2 separate regions of the Sus scrofa genome follow, and region 2 is linked to region 1. Evidence: chromatin contacts called from public HiChIP or PLAC-seq data. All regions are on one chromosome and are shown on one strand. Each heading gives the region's core, a stretch centred on a gene start, on an enhancer-like site or on the middle of the called end of the contact. The rest is flanking DNA. Distances are from core to core; before and after follow the strand shown. Region 1 holds the start of MORC2 (MORC family CW-type zinc finger protein 2). Region 2 holds the start of YWHAH (14-3-3 protein eta).

Region 1 (6,425 bases), core at 1,485-3,984:
GGCGTTGCTGTGGTGTAGGCCAGCAGCTAGAGCTCAGAATCGACCCCTAACCTGGGAATTTCCATATGCTGTGGATATGGCTCCTAAAAATAAAAAAAAGATATATCATGGGATGGAGGAAGAAACATGGCCCATAACTAGGTTATCACACAGCAACTAAGCAAACCTATGAGTGCCTATTTTGAGATAGCCTGTTTTCTAAATTCCTTCTTTCTACCAAGTGCTTCATCATATATGGTAATATGTCTGGGCGAAGATTCCCCAGACGAGACCCTTGCTTTGAAGGGGCTTTCTATCTAGAAAGAGAGCTAATGCACATAAAAACTACTTTACAAGCTACTGTACACAAAGATAGATAAAAGGTATCTATCAAAATATATTTTTATTATTACTTATTTATTTAATTTTTTTTTGCTTTTTAGGACCACACCTGTGGCATATGGAGGGTCCCAGGCTAGGGGTCTAATCGGAGCTGTAGCCACCAGCTTACACCACAGCCACAGCCATGCCAGATCTGAGCCACATCTGCAACCTACACCACAGCTCACGGCAACGCTGGATCATAACCTGCTGAGCAAGGCCAGGGATTGAACCTGAGTGTTCATGGATGCTAGTCAGATTCATTTCCGCTGTGCCATAAAGGAAACTCCCTCAAGTTATAAAACAAAGATATTTCTGGCTTAAGAGTCTCATGGAGGAAAGAGCATCTGCGTTGGATACTGAAGAAACGGCAGAGCTTTGACAGTTGAAGAAGCAAAGGAAGGCATTTCAGGGTAGAGAGGAGGGTGTGAATGAAAGTGCAGAGACGGTACAGAATAAGGCATTTTGGAAAATGGCAAGTACCGTTTTTCACTTTGGATGGAGCGTCGCCAGAGTTTGCACCGAGGATCTGGCAAAAACTCAGGTCTCCGAATTCCCAGTAACAGCGCTGGTGGCAGTGCTTGCTCAGTCATTGTCTTTTCTCAAAGCAAGGACAAGAGTCCATAAATTCAAAAATAAAAAAATCCAGCTCCCAACTTCGTGTCACATCTTGATAATTCTTCCAGGTCCCAGATCCAGTTCTTGAAAATCTGAAGTCCACGCCATAACCACACTGAAAGACATCTGCTCCAGCTAGTGCAGAACGCTATGTAGTGAAACCCTTTCAACTTCCCATCCTGGATATCTTATGTTTGTCAAAGAATTTCAAGCTTTGAGTTCCAGTTGGTTTTTTTCCTCCTTTCTCCTGAGGAAAGCATTTTATCACCAGTCTTAAGATTCTTTTGAGGTACATCCAGATTTAATTACAAAAGAGCTAAAAGACCAACACAGTTTTCTCCAAAACAGTCATTTCTCTGGAATTGAGATCATTTGTCTCTGCCCTCTAGGTAAAGGGAATAGTCAATTGATTTCCAGACATTTGTATGAAATAGCAGAACCGGCTAACACCTAACAGACAAAATACACTTAAAAGTGTTTGCGTTTGCTTGCTTAGAGCTGTACCAATGGTAAGCACCACTCCACAAAATGAAAATGTTTGAAAGCCAACTGTTCAAACATTTCTATAGTGTTTGCTGGATAACTGCCTGATATTTGATAAAAGCAGCTGACAATTAACAAAGAAGCAAAAACTGGCATTTTGGCCATCTTAGTAACACACTTGCAAGCAAATAGAATACAAAGCAGACCAGAAAAAATTTAAGGTTGAAACACTTTCAATCTGATTTTGAGGTTCAGCAGAAAATTCTAACAAAACTTCTCAGAAAACGTTAACCTTCAATTAATAAAGACTCAACCCCCCAAACATTTTCAAGAATTCCATGCCTGGTTCAGTCTGTTCTAGTGAGCCAGCTTGCTAAAAATCCACCTGCACCATTAATTAGTTGGACTTGGCAGCACCATTTAAAAATAAGCCTGCTCACTACCAACCACACAGACTAGGAATATAAAATAGGGGAAAGTAACGGATGGCAACCATGGTCATAGAAAATGGTCAATGAAGAGTCAGAAAGGTAGTCAGGCACCAGAAAAAAAAAAGTTGTTGGGCCAAAGATTAAATAAGCTTCTTGATACTAGAGAACATATCCATGCCCAGTTTTAGCTGCTTTATGCTGGGTGCCACTGTACCTTTAAGCATCAGTCACCCTTTAGGCAACCCATGGTGAAAGAACTCAAAATAGAAGCCAAGAAGTGGAGTGTTGTTACCACGAATATCCACTATGCACAGAACAGCTCACATATCTCAGGGATTCAAACAGGGGCTTCGAATTGGTTGTGAAGGGTCCCAAATGACATCTGGCCTCAGTTTCCTCCTTGTGACAAAGGAAATGTGGTTCTTAATTCTTCTGGGTCACAGCCCCCAATGAAAACTTGCTGGCGATGGCTTCTCATTCTCTAAAATGCACATTCCCCCTAATTTCTGCATACAATTTCAAGGAGTTTGGGGATCTCCACCTCCAATCCAAGGTTTCCAGGTTCAAAATCCAAGGATTGGGCAATTTCTAAGTTTTCTTACAACTCCAAAAAAAAAAAACCAAAAAACAAAAAACCAAGCCATTACGAACAATAATCATCCCTTACATACAGCGACGCTTTACAGTTTACAAAGCGCTTTCAATCCCACAAACATTGATGGAGAAGGAGGAAACTGAGGCGCAGATAAATTACAGAGTGACTTGCCTAAGGTCACTCGGCCAGCTGGTGGTTAGGCCCGGAAGCAAACCCAGCTCTTCCGACTCCGGAGCTTGTCTCTCCACCCCGGAGCGGCCTCCAGCGCTCCCGCCCCTCACTAAGGCGGCATAAGGAGGAAAAGACAAAGTAGAAAGCCCACCACCAACCATCCCCCGGCTCCCTCCTGTCCCCCCAATTGGGTCCTTGCAGGCCCCGAAGGGTGGTGCCAGGCCTCCAGGCCGGCCCCGGCCACCCCAGCTTCCCCGGCCGTGCCAAATCCCGCCGCCGCCGCCGCCGCCGCCGCCGCCTCCCCAGGAGCGGGGCGGAGCAACTGCCCGCCGCCGCCGACCACCCGGACGACTCCTCGTCGGATAGCAAACGCATAGGCCGCCGCCCGAGTTCTGCGTACGAGAAGAAAGACGCGGCGCGAACGCCAACGGCCACCGGGCGCGCGCCGTGGCGGCCGGGCCTGCGCCCCAAGAGCTGGATGCCAGAGCAGGAGAAAGAGCCGCCAACCGATCGCTCGATCGACCGCGCGCCCGCTCCTTCGCCCTACCAGACCGGGGAGGGGGGGAGGGCGCGCCAGGGCTTCTTCGAGTTAGGGGCCTGACTCCCCGGCGACGAGACAAGATGGCTCCTCCGGTCCGCGCCGCAGCTGCCGTCCCGGCTGCGTCGCTCGGCCCGCCCCCGGTACTGTTTCTTTAAATGGCGGAGAGGGTCAAGAAAGCAGGAAGAGAGGCGCGCTCACTCACGTGACAGGGGAGGGCCCAGCTAACAAGATCCGGTCACGTGGAGACACGCTACCTACCAATCAGAAGGCGTCGCATCAGAGCGGGGGCGGGAGGATCTGCGGCTCTGTGATTGGCCGAATACGCCGCGGAGGCCTCGGGGGCTTGGGGCGTCGGGGAGTGCGCGAGGCGGCCCGGGCTGTGTGCACTAGCGGAGACAAAGCGCTGGCTGAGGTGGCAGAGACGCCAGCGATAGCAGCGGCGGAGGAGACCTAGACGCCGAATTTTGTGGTGTTGAGTCCGGTCACCATATCATCCAGCGCAGTGCGGGCTGTGGTCTCGCGGCGGCGGTGGCGGCAGCGGCGGAGGCGGAGGCAGCACATGGTTCCAAGAGCGCGCTGCGGTTGTTGGGTTCCAATTCCGTGGGGAGGGACAAAGGCAGCTGCAGCTGTGAGCGCAGGGCAACGCCCGCTCGGGTAGTGTACTCGTCACTGCCCTCAATCCGGGCCTTGAAAGCTGGGACTATCTTCTCTATGTGAGGAGGAGAACACGGGACCGAGCGCCTGAGAGGCTGAGGCCGCTGTCTGAGGGAAGTGGGGGAGGGGCGCAACTCGCCTGAGTTGATTTGGGCGGGTCAGGTCTGAGGCGACTTAATGGGTCTGTGTGAGGTAATTTGACCCACTACCCTGAGGAAAGTGGGACGGACCTCAGGCTAGGTTTGGTCCAGGCTTTGAAAAACAGAAATCGGTCTTCAGCGCTTTGGAAATCTTTCATTTGGGAGGTGGTGAAGCCGGAACTAACGCCATATGCACTCCATCAACAACATGGTCGCCAGTCTGGGGCTTCTTTAAGGATCCTGGGATCATTGATGGCGAAGACATGGGTGGTTGTCCAATTTTATGACATAAGTTGCTGAATTTACGGATTGGTGAATTTCTGGACTGGTAAATTTCCTCACAGGAAATTTAGAGGAACTGAAAAAAACGCTCGAAGAACGTGAAGATGGAGCAGTAATTGCCAACTCCAGTATCATCTACTCCAGACCAACAACATTTCAATTCAAATCTGAACTATCACAAATTAACGCTAACTCTTCCTTAAAACTGCAGGTTTATGACGTAGTTCTTTCCAAAATATTACATCATAGTCACTGAGAAGATTAAGAAAATTTAAAAGCAAAATCAATTGTTTTAGACATCTCTGAATATACTGTGGATAGATTCACTAGGTAACCTTGTTTGAGGAGTACAGATTTCAGAATCCTGAAAAAAATCTATTCCATTAATAAGCTTATAGTTCCCAGTTAGTGGGTAAAGAACTGGAGACCTCACTGCACTCATGGCTTTCACAAATTACAGCAGTCTGAATCGAGCTCAGCTAACCTTTGAATATCTACACACAAATTCGTAAGTATCCTGTAGGTACCAATGAGGTCAGTGATAACTCATTGCTTGATATTAATATGGGAATCCTTTTCCCAGAAAAATTTGCATTTTTACTTTTCGGGATGTGTCCCTGGATGAGTCTTGAGCTCTGTATGGAAGAACTGAGATCAGTGAAATGTTTGTTGCTAATCCAGAAGAATATGCTCTTTATTGGATCGAAATTTATTTGTTCAAATGCAAACTAATTACTTGAAGTCAATATGTTGTCATTTCAATCAAGCGTTTGCTAGGAATCCAACACGTATTCTTTGGATGGCCAAAAATTGGACTATTCTAGTATCAACTTCTCTTCTTTGGTGACAACAGCCAAACAGGTTGTAACAAGTGTTTTCTTTTTAAGAAGGAAAAAAGAAAAAAAGGAAGACATTTAAGTGACAACTTGTGAGAAGAAATTTTTTTTCCTCAGAAAACAGTTGGCTTTCCTTTTCTGGGATATTCCTCCTCATCCAATATAAGTTTGTATGTGCTAATAACTTGATTAAACCCATGATTTAAATAACCTTTCCCTAAAATGTATGCAAATCACTGGACACATACTGTGTTCATGGTTCTTGAGTTTGGGAAGAGATTATCATCACTCCTCATTGGTTTGGAATGTTTCAGGTTTAATCTTTATGCCCACACTCTTGGGTGTAATCCAGTGGGATCATAACTATTTAGTCTCTTAGTATATTCATTTGGCACTTTTGCGATGAAGGTAAGTATTCTCTCATTTTACTACCTGGAGAGGTGATGAACAGCTAAATGAATGGCCCAGAGGTCTGAAGAACCACCTTCAGGATTGTGAATATAGACTTCAATTATCCAGTAATAGTAACTAAGTTTTAGTCTTTTACGGGAAAGGATAACATTTTTTGTGATAATGCCTGTAATTTTTTGTTTGCTGTTTTTCCTATGAAGGAAATAAAAACTGAGTAGTGAAGTGAATTGCCAAGTGAGAGCCTGGTTTTGTTTTGTTTAGGAAAATTCTTACTGAGCTAGAATGTTTGAGTAGGTATTGTAGAGGTCACTGAGGTGAATTCTCATGCTACGGATGATGAATTTGAAATCCAGCTAGAGAAGGTCTCTGATCAAAGGTTATGCTCATCTAGTTGACAACATAGCCTTGGGTAGAACTTTCATTGTCTTGTATATTTGAACTGCTACATTAAGAACATGCAGTTGAAGGACACTTAAATGTTCACAGATGATAGTGTTTGATAAATTCAGTTCTGAATTTTGAAATGAAGGGCCAGAGTCAGGATGATAGACTGGGATAATTTTGGAAGACCTTGAATAAGGCTTTAGAAACTGGATTCTTGGTCCAGCTTCACCAAAGATTTTATGTGCTAATAAAATGATAGTAATAACAGTTAATTCCTTCATGCCAATCACTTTTAGTCCTGGTCTAAAGTAATCTTTATAGCATCCCCACTGGAGTAGGGATTATTCCTGTCTTGCTTTTGAAGAGACTGAAGTTCAAAGATTAAGTTACATTCCAAAGGTTACACAGCTGCTAAGTGGCAGATTTAAGGCATGATTAGTGCATTTAACCATTAGCAAAATAGGGACTTTAGTCAATTTTACCTTTAAGGGCTGTTTCCTTGTCTGTACAGAAAATGGT
Region 2 (5,971 bases), core at 2,508-5,007, 740 kb before region 1:
TATGTATCAATGGTAAAATACACCATGACATCCCAAATAATTTTCAGTTTATAACTTCATGATTACCACTCATGTTTTAGTTTGGGGTTTCTCTTGGCCTTGCCCATGACATGTATAAGTTCCTGGGCCAAGGACTGAACACACGCACATCAGTGACTCACACCACAGCAGTGACAATGCTCGATCCTGAGCTACCAGGGAGCTCGACCACGTCTTAATATAAAAGATGACTAAGAAATGAGACATGACTGAATTATGTCTATCCATGAATATTCACTAGAAATCTGGTTATTTACCTCTTTCCTTAAGTCACTTAGTGTTATGAACATTTTAATCCCACTTTATACATTTATCTCATAGTTCTCATGATACTCTACCCATTTTACAGAGGTTATGAAGTGTATAAGGTCATTCCACACCTGGTCTAGAAAGGAATTGGGTTCTAGAATGTTTCACAATGTTTCTTTCCACTAGTCCACTCTATGTAAGCTCCTCAATATGAAATAAGAACCTGAAGACACACCTTTACTTCACTTCAAAAACATTTTTGCCCCTTCGAAGTATAGAGTGAGGCAGGGAATTGCAGCTCTCAAGGATGTGAGGCAACCCACTGTTTCCAACCTGCATGGTTTTTTTAAACCTTACCGACATGGTCCTCCAGGTGACGCTGACAGCATAAGGAACATGAGCCAGTACAGGCAGGCAATGTTATTAGGTAACATTTAAATTATAAAGGAAACAGAAAACAAGTTAGAAGGATGAAGACTGAAAACTCACTTGACAGTAACACCAACATTACTAGTTTTACATGTCAGAGGATCAGAAGAGATGTGAGCTTCAAGGTCACAGAGTGGTGGCAGCAGAACATCCCCTCACCCAGGTGTGGCAGAGCAAGCAGTCTACTTACCTGTCCTGAGAAACCCACATAAACCCAAAGAGTTACCCAGAATTCTCTTTCCAAAAGCTATACTTTAGGCCTATGATATTAATGAAATGGGGACTGAGTCTTCTCCATAACATTAAGAATTTAACATACAAAAAACAACAGGTAGAAATGTGAGAAACTGTTTTCCACTGACCCCTGTCAAGTCCTTTCCAATAAATGTAGTCCATTAGGATGAAAAAAATTTCCTTAATAGGAGAAACAGGCAAAGTGACCCCCCAAATTCTTATTATTTAATAGGAGGTACCTTGAGGAAATGGTTTATCGAAATTCTGAGATAACAGAGTTTGGATTGAATATTTAATGGCTTATCCAACCCATCAATCATTTCAGATGCAGATATTACATATTCCCAATACACAAAAGGGACCATCTGTTTGCAAAATCCTACCTTAACATCTCAGAGAAAAATCTGTGGACACAAGTAGGTAGCTGCAGGAAAGCGTTTTTTTCAAGATTGCTTATAAAGACCAGAAAATCAATTATTTTCTCTCCACAAACTGTTTCATTCTGGTTAGATCTCTGCATTCTTCCTTTCCCATTTCAAGTTGCCTATAGCTCCAGAACTACCTTCCAGTCATCTTCCCTTAACCTGCATCAACGTTGATTCCAGCCCCATTCCTGCTTTATTCCCCAAAAGCCTCCTAACACTGTGGCCTTCAAGTCCCACTCCAGGATAAGTAAGGGCCTCACTAAAATGTCCAAAGAGCGGCCTCAACCAGTATAATCCCAGTGGCACTCAGTTACTGGGGAAAAGTCATACTTAAGTGTGACTTGCTGGGTGGACAAAAGTGGCTTTATTCTGAAGATTAAGCTTAGAACCCCTTCCAAGGAAATGCACTCACACAGTAAGTCCAGATTCTGTAAAATTTGCTATATTACTGTATCTTACACTTGTTTTTCTTATAAGACCCCCAGAATTACATAGACATCAGGTCCTAAACCTAAATCATCCCTGTTCTGGATGAAAAGCTCCCACCTAGCCCATGACACCAAGCAAGGGCTCAAACTGGGATCACCAATGAATCAACAAATGCGAGGTGGCGGCAGCAGTGGTGGTTTCCAAACATCTGGTTCAATGTGTGACAAGGACAACATGGAAGAGATAACTCTTCAAGTACACTTCTTACCTGGATAAGCCCAAATATTGACCTCAACAACATACTTCACATATTACTATTGAAAGCTTTAAAAGGAGCTTTTTATATGACTCTGACATTTTAGGAAGCCTCTGTATTTGTGGGTTTTTTCCTCTAAGAAATCCCCTCCCAAGGCTCGAAAAAGGGCAAATGAGCTGTAGAATCCAGGGCAGTCTAAAAAAAAAAAAAAAAAAAAAGAATCCAGGGCAGTAATTGCTGAACTTAAACCTACTAACACTTGCCACTTGAGGGCTGGTTCAAGTGCAGCTGAGCTCCACCCCCAGGGTTTCTGAGTCTTTAGGTCTAGGGTGGGGCCCCAGGAGATCCTTTCAGGTCTCAGGAGGTGGAACACTGGGTGAACATGGCAGGTTGGTGGCCGCAGCTGTGGCTATACCCGTGTGACCTTGACGCAGAGGGAAGTAATGTTCATTTGGAGAAAACGTGAAATAATGCGCGGAGACGAGGTTAGCGAGGAGTTCGCCACAACCCTAAGTCTCAGGCACGCAGGTGGTATCTAATCCAGGGCATTTGCCAGGGTGTGGTCGGCAAAGGCTCCTTCCCCGGAAATCGAGCTGCAGACAGGTCTCTGAGGGTCTCGGCAAGGCAAAGGTACACGGGCTCGGCCCGCCCAGGAGTCACGACCCGTTTTAGTCTCCAAGCAGATGGGTGCCGCATCCAACCTGGAAGGAGCCACACGCCCGCCACCCTCCCGCCGGCTTGCGGGGGGGAGGGGGGGGGTCTCCGCACACAATGCGGACCCCGGGCGTGGGAGGATGGAACCAGAACGATTCCAGCGAGCGGAGCAAAAACGGATCGGAATTACACCGACTGCAGGTAGTGGCAGCGGAAACCATGAGAGACAGGGCGCCACTCACTAGGTGATTCTTTATTACAAGTTGGGGTGTGGAGAAAAGAGGGGGTGCCCCAGCCCGACAGAAATATCCAGAAGGAGAAATGTGACTCCCTCACCTTCCCACGGGCACCCTCCCTCACCTGTGGTCCGAGCTGGGATATGGCGACCCCCGACCACCAGATGGCCCGCCCGCGGGGTCACCGCCGCACCCCCTCCCTAGAAACCCCACCAGGGCCCGGCCGCAGGAAATGGCGGGGCGCGCGGCGGGCGCGGGAAGCGCGGTGTGCGGGCGGGTGGCCGCGCCCAGCGGGGCGGCGGGGTCGCCCCAGGCCTGGAGGGAGCAGCCGCCTGGTTGCCCACCCTTCCCCTGCGTCGGGCCCCCGGCCGGCCGCCCGGGCGTCCGGCGCGCTCACCGCCTTCATGGCGGAGGCCATGTCGTCGTAGCGCTCCGCCTGCTCGGCCAGCCGCGCCCGCTGCAGCAGCTGTTCGCGGTCCCCCATGTCGCTATGGCTCGGCCTCGCCTCGCGCCCAGCTCCACTCGCTTGCTAGCCCGCGCGTCCGCTCCCGGTCGCCGCGGAGGCCGCCGCCGCGCACGCGCACTGGCTCGCCGGCCCGCCTAGGCTACAAGCAGCAGGCAGCACCGATCGACCTCTCGCTGGCTCGCCTCGCGCGCTGTGGCTCGCACCGCGGACGCCGCCGAGAGAGGACAGGCGGTCACGCGGGGGGATGGGCGGATGGGAGGACGCCTGCGCAGTGGGAGGGGCAGGGCCGGGCGGCGCGGAGCGGCGCAAGTGGGAGGGGGGAAGGGCGGGCCGGCCCTAACGGTCTATTTCAAGGTGACGTCAGCTACTATAAATAGCTGCGACCACCGCCCCGCCCCAAAGCCGCGCAGGCGCCGTGCGAGTGCTGCATTTTACCACCGCAGAGGTGGAGGTGAAGAGGGGACCGCTGGGGTGGGGACTGCAGAGATCGGGGAAGGGGCCGGGAGATGGCTGCTCCGCTGGCAGCGCACTGTCACGGCCCCACCCGGAAAGGTGCTTCTGAACCCATGTTAGAGCACTAGATTGAGAAGGGACTCCAAAGCAAATAAAACTAGCGCTTGGGGAAGCCAGGAGGCCGCATGCCCGACGGGCGGTCTGGACCCGCCCCCGCCCAGTCTAACCGTTCGGCTTCGCAGGGCCACACCCAGCACTTGGGTCTGCGCTGGCAGATTAGAGTCGGTCCCGCCTAACGTCCCCCCCACCCCCACCCCACAACACATTCATTCACTGCGCCTCCACCCTAGGGAGTGGCCTTGTGCAGACTGTGCCTTTACGCGGGAGGAGGGACTGACCGGCCCGGCTGAGGCGGATAACCTTCGTGACACACCTGCTAGGAGCTGGCCCAGTGCTAGGCCTTTCCAGGCACGATCGTATCTGATGCTCACAACTCAGGCCAGTGGGTACAGCTGGCCTCTTTTTTCAAAGCCAGACCAGTGTGAGTTGCTCAAGGTTACTGTTGGCCTGTAAAGTGGCAAAGAGGAGAGTGGACCCGCTGGTCACTGAGCCAGTCCTGGCGTTCCACGCTGAGGAACCCTGGTGCCAGGCCCAGGGCTGGGCCTCGGACAAGAGAGGAAAATCCCAATAACTAAAGCATGACCAGACCTAGTATACCATGCGAAGGGCAGTGCAGGAGAAGGGGCCTGAGGTTCTCTGAGAATTTTATTGAGCACCTACTGCATGCTCAACACTGGGGGAAAGAGTAGGTGCAGAATGAGTAGGACACTCAGTTCTCTCTGTGGCTCAATGAGGTCATCTTGGGAGGGCTGGAATGCAGGTTTAATCCCCAGCCTGGTACAGTGGCTTAAGGATCTAGCACTGGATCCCTGGCCCAGGAATTCCGTATGCCCAGGGGAGGACAAAAAAGAAAAAAAAGAAAAAAAAAAAAAAGAGTTAAGACGCAGCCCCTGTCTCGGAGAAGCAGATGTCTGAATACCCCAAAGGAGGTAAGCTGGTCCAGATAATGTCAGGGAAAAGGTGGGAGAGAGTGGGGTCTGCAAAGACAAAGCCTTGGCAGTGAAGATAAAAACAAAATGGTGAGAAAGGTCGGGCAGTGGGACATGAGGTGAGGTAAAAAACAAGACTGTGGAGTGTTTTCAATGCCAGGCTGAAGATCTGAAGCATCCCTAGGTAGTTGGGAACCACCAGAGGCATGGAAGCCACATTTCAGGCCAGGAGTCTTACTTTGGAGAGTCAGATGCATTAGAAAGGAGAGAGAGGAGGAGTTCCCGTCCTGGCACAGTGGTTAACGAATCCGACTAGGAACCATGAGGTTGCAGGTTCGGTCCCTGCCCTTGCTCAGTGGGTTAATGATCCGGCGATGCCGCGAGCTGTGGTGTAGGATCCCGAGTTGCTGTGGCTGTGGTTTAGGCTGGCAGCTACAGCTCCGATTAGACCCCTAGCCTGGGAACCTCCATATGCCCGGAAGCGGTCCAAGAAATGGCAAAAAGATGAAAAACAAAACAAAACAAAAAAACAAAGGAGAAGGAACTGGAGAGTGGGCCTTTTCTGAACCTCTGTTTTACAATCTGGGAAAATTGGACTTGAAAGACTGTTTAAGGCACTGTAGAAGAGAAGAAATCCTGGAATGTCAGAGCTGGCAGGACCCTTAGACTCACCACTGTCCAACCCCTTATCCCAAGTAAGGGGAAGCTGAGGTCTGGGGAGGAGGAGAGGCTGGCTGCAGTTTGCATGGCCAGTGAGCAGAGCTGGGTCTCCCATACCAGGTCTCCTGCCTCCGGGGCCACTATCTCTCTGCTGCTACAGTGAGGACTCAGGACCCATGACACAGCATTTGTGTGTCTGGGAAGAAGTCCCCACCTCAGGCTTTGAAGAGTTACCTTTGTTAACTACACATGGATGGAATTGAGGTTAGCAAACCAGGCTGATTTTTCCCTTAGTGAATATCTTTAAGGGGTGTGAGAGATAGTAACATTATCCACTGTGGGCTCCATGAGGATGGGTTCTGTGAGATGTGGGCAGCCGGCCAGCACTGGGG

Evidence for each region. HiChIP or PLAC-seq counts read pairs in DNA pulled down with a chosen protein or histone mark.
Region 2: an H3K27ac HiChIP or PLAC-seq map of alveolar macrophages shows a contact between it and region 1. The contact joins the promoter of YWHAH here to the promoter of MORC2 in region 1. A contact is called at or near these places in 1 of 47 Hi-C or Micro-C datasets (heart right ventricle) and 1 of 2 datasets of contacts at active chromatin or transcription factors (alveolar macrophages).

What each region holds. Positions count from the first base shown.
Region 1 is chr14:47,796,741-47,803,165 of Sscrofa11.1, reverse strand. MORC2 (MORC family CW-type zinc finger protein 2) reads left to right here and starts at 2,734. Exons shown (of 26, transcript XM_005670853.3): 1 at 2,734-4,783. The coding sequence starts at 4,716. It also overlaps LOC100525309.
Region 2 is chr14:48,541,817-48,547,787 of Sscrofa11.1, reverse strand. It overlaps YWHAH (14-3-3 protein eta), which reads right to left and starts at 3,757. Exons shown (of 2, transcript XM_001928076.4): 1 at 3,349-3,757. The coding sequence starts at 3,435.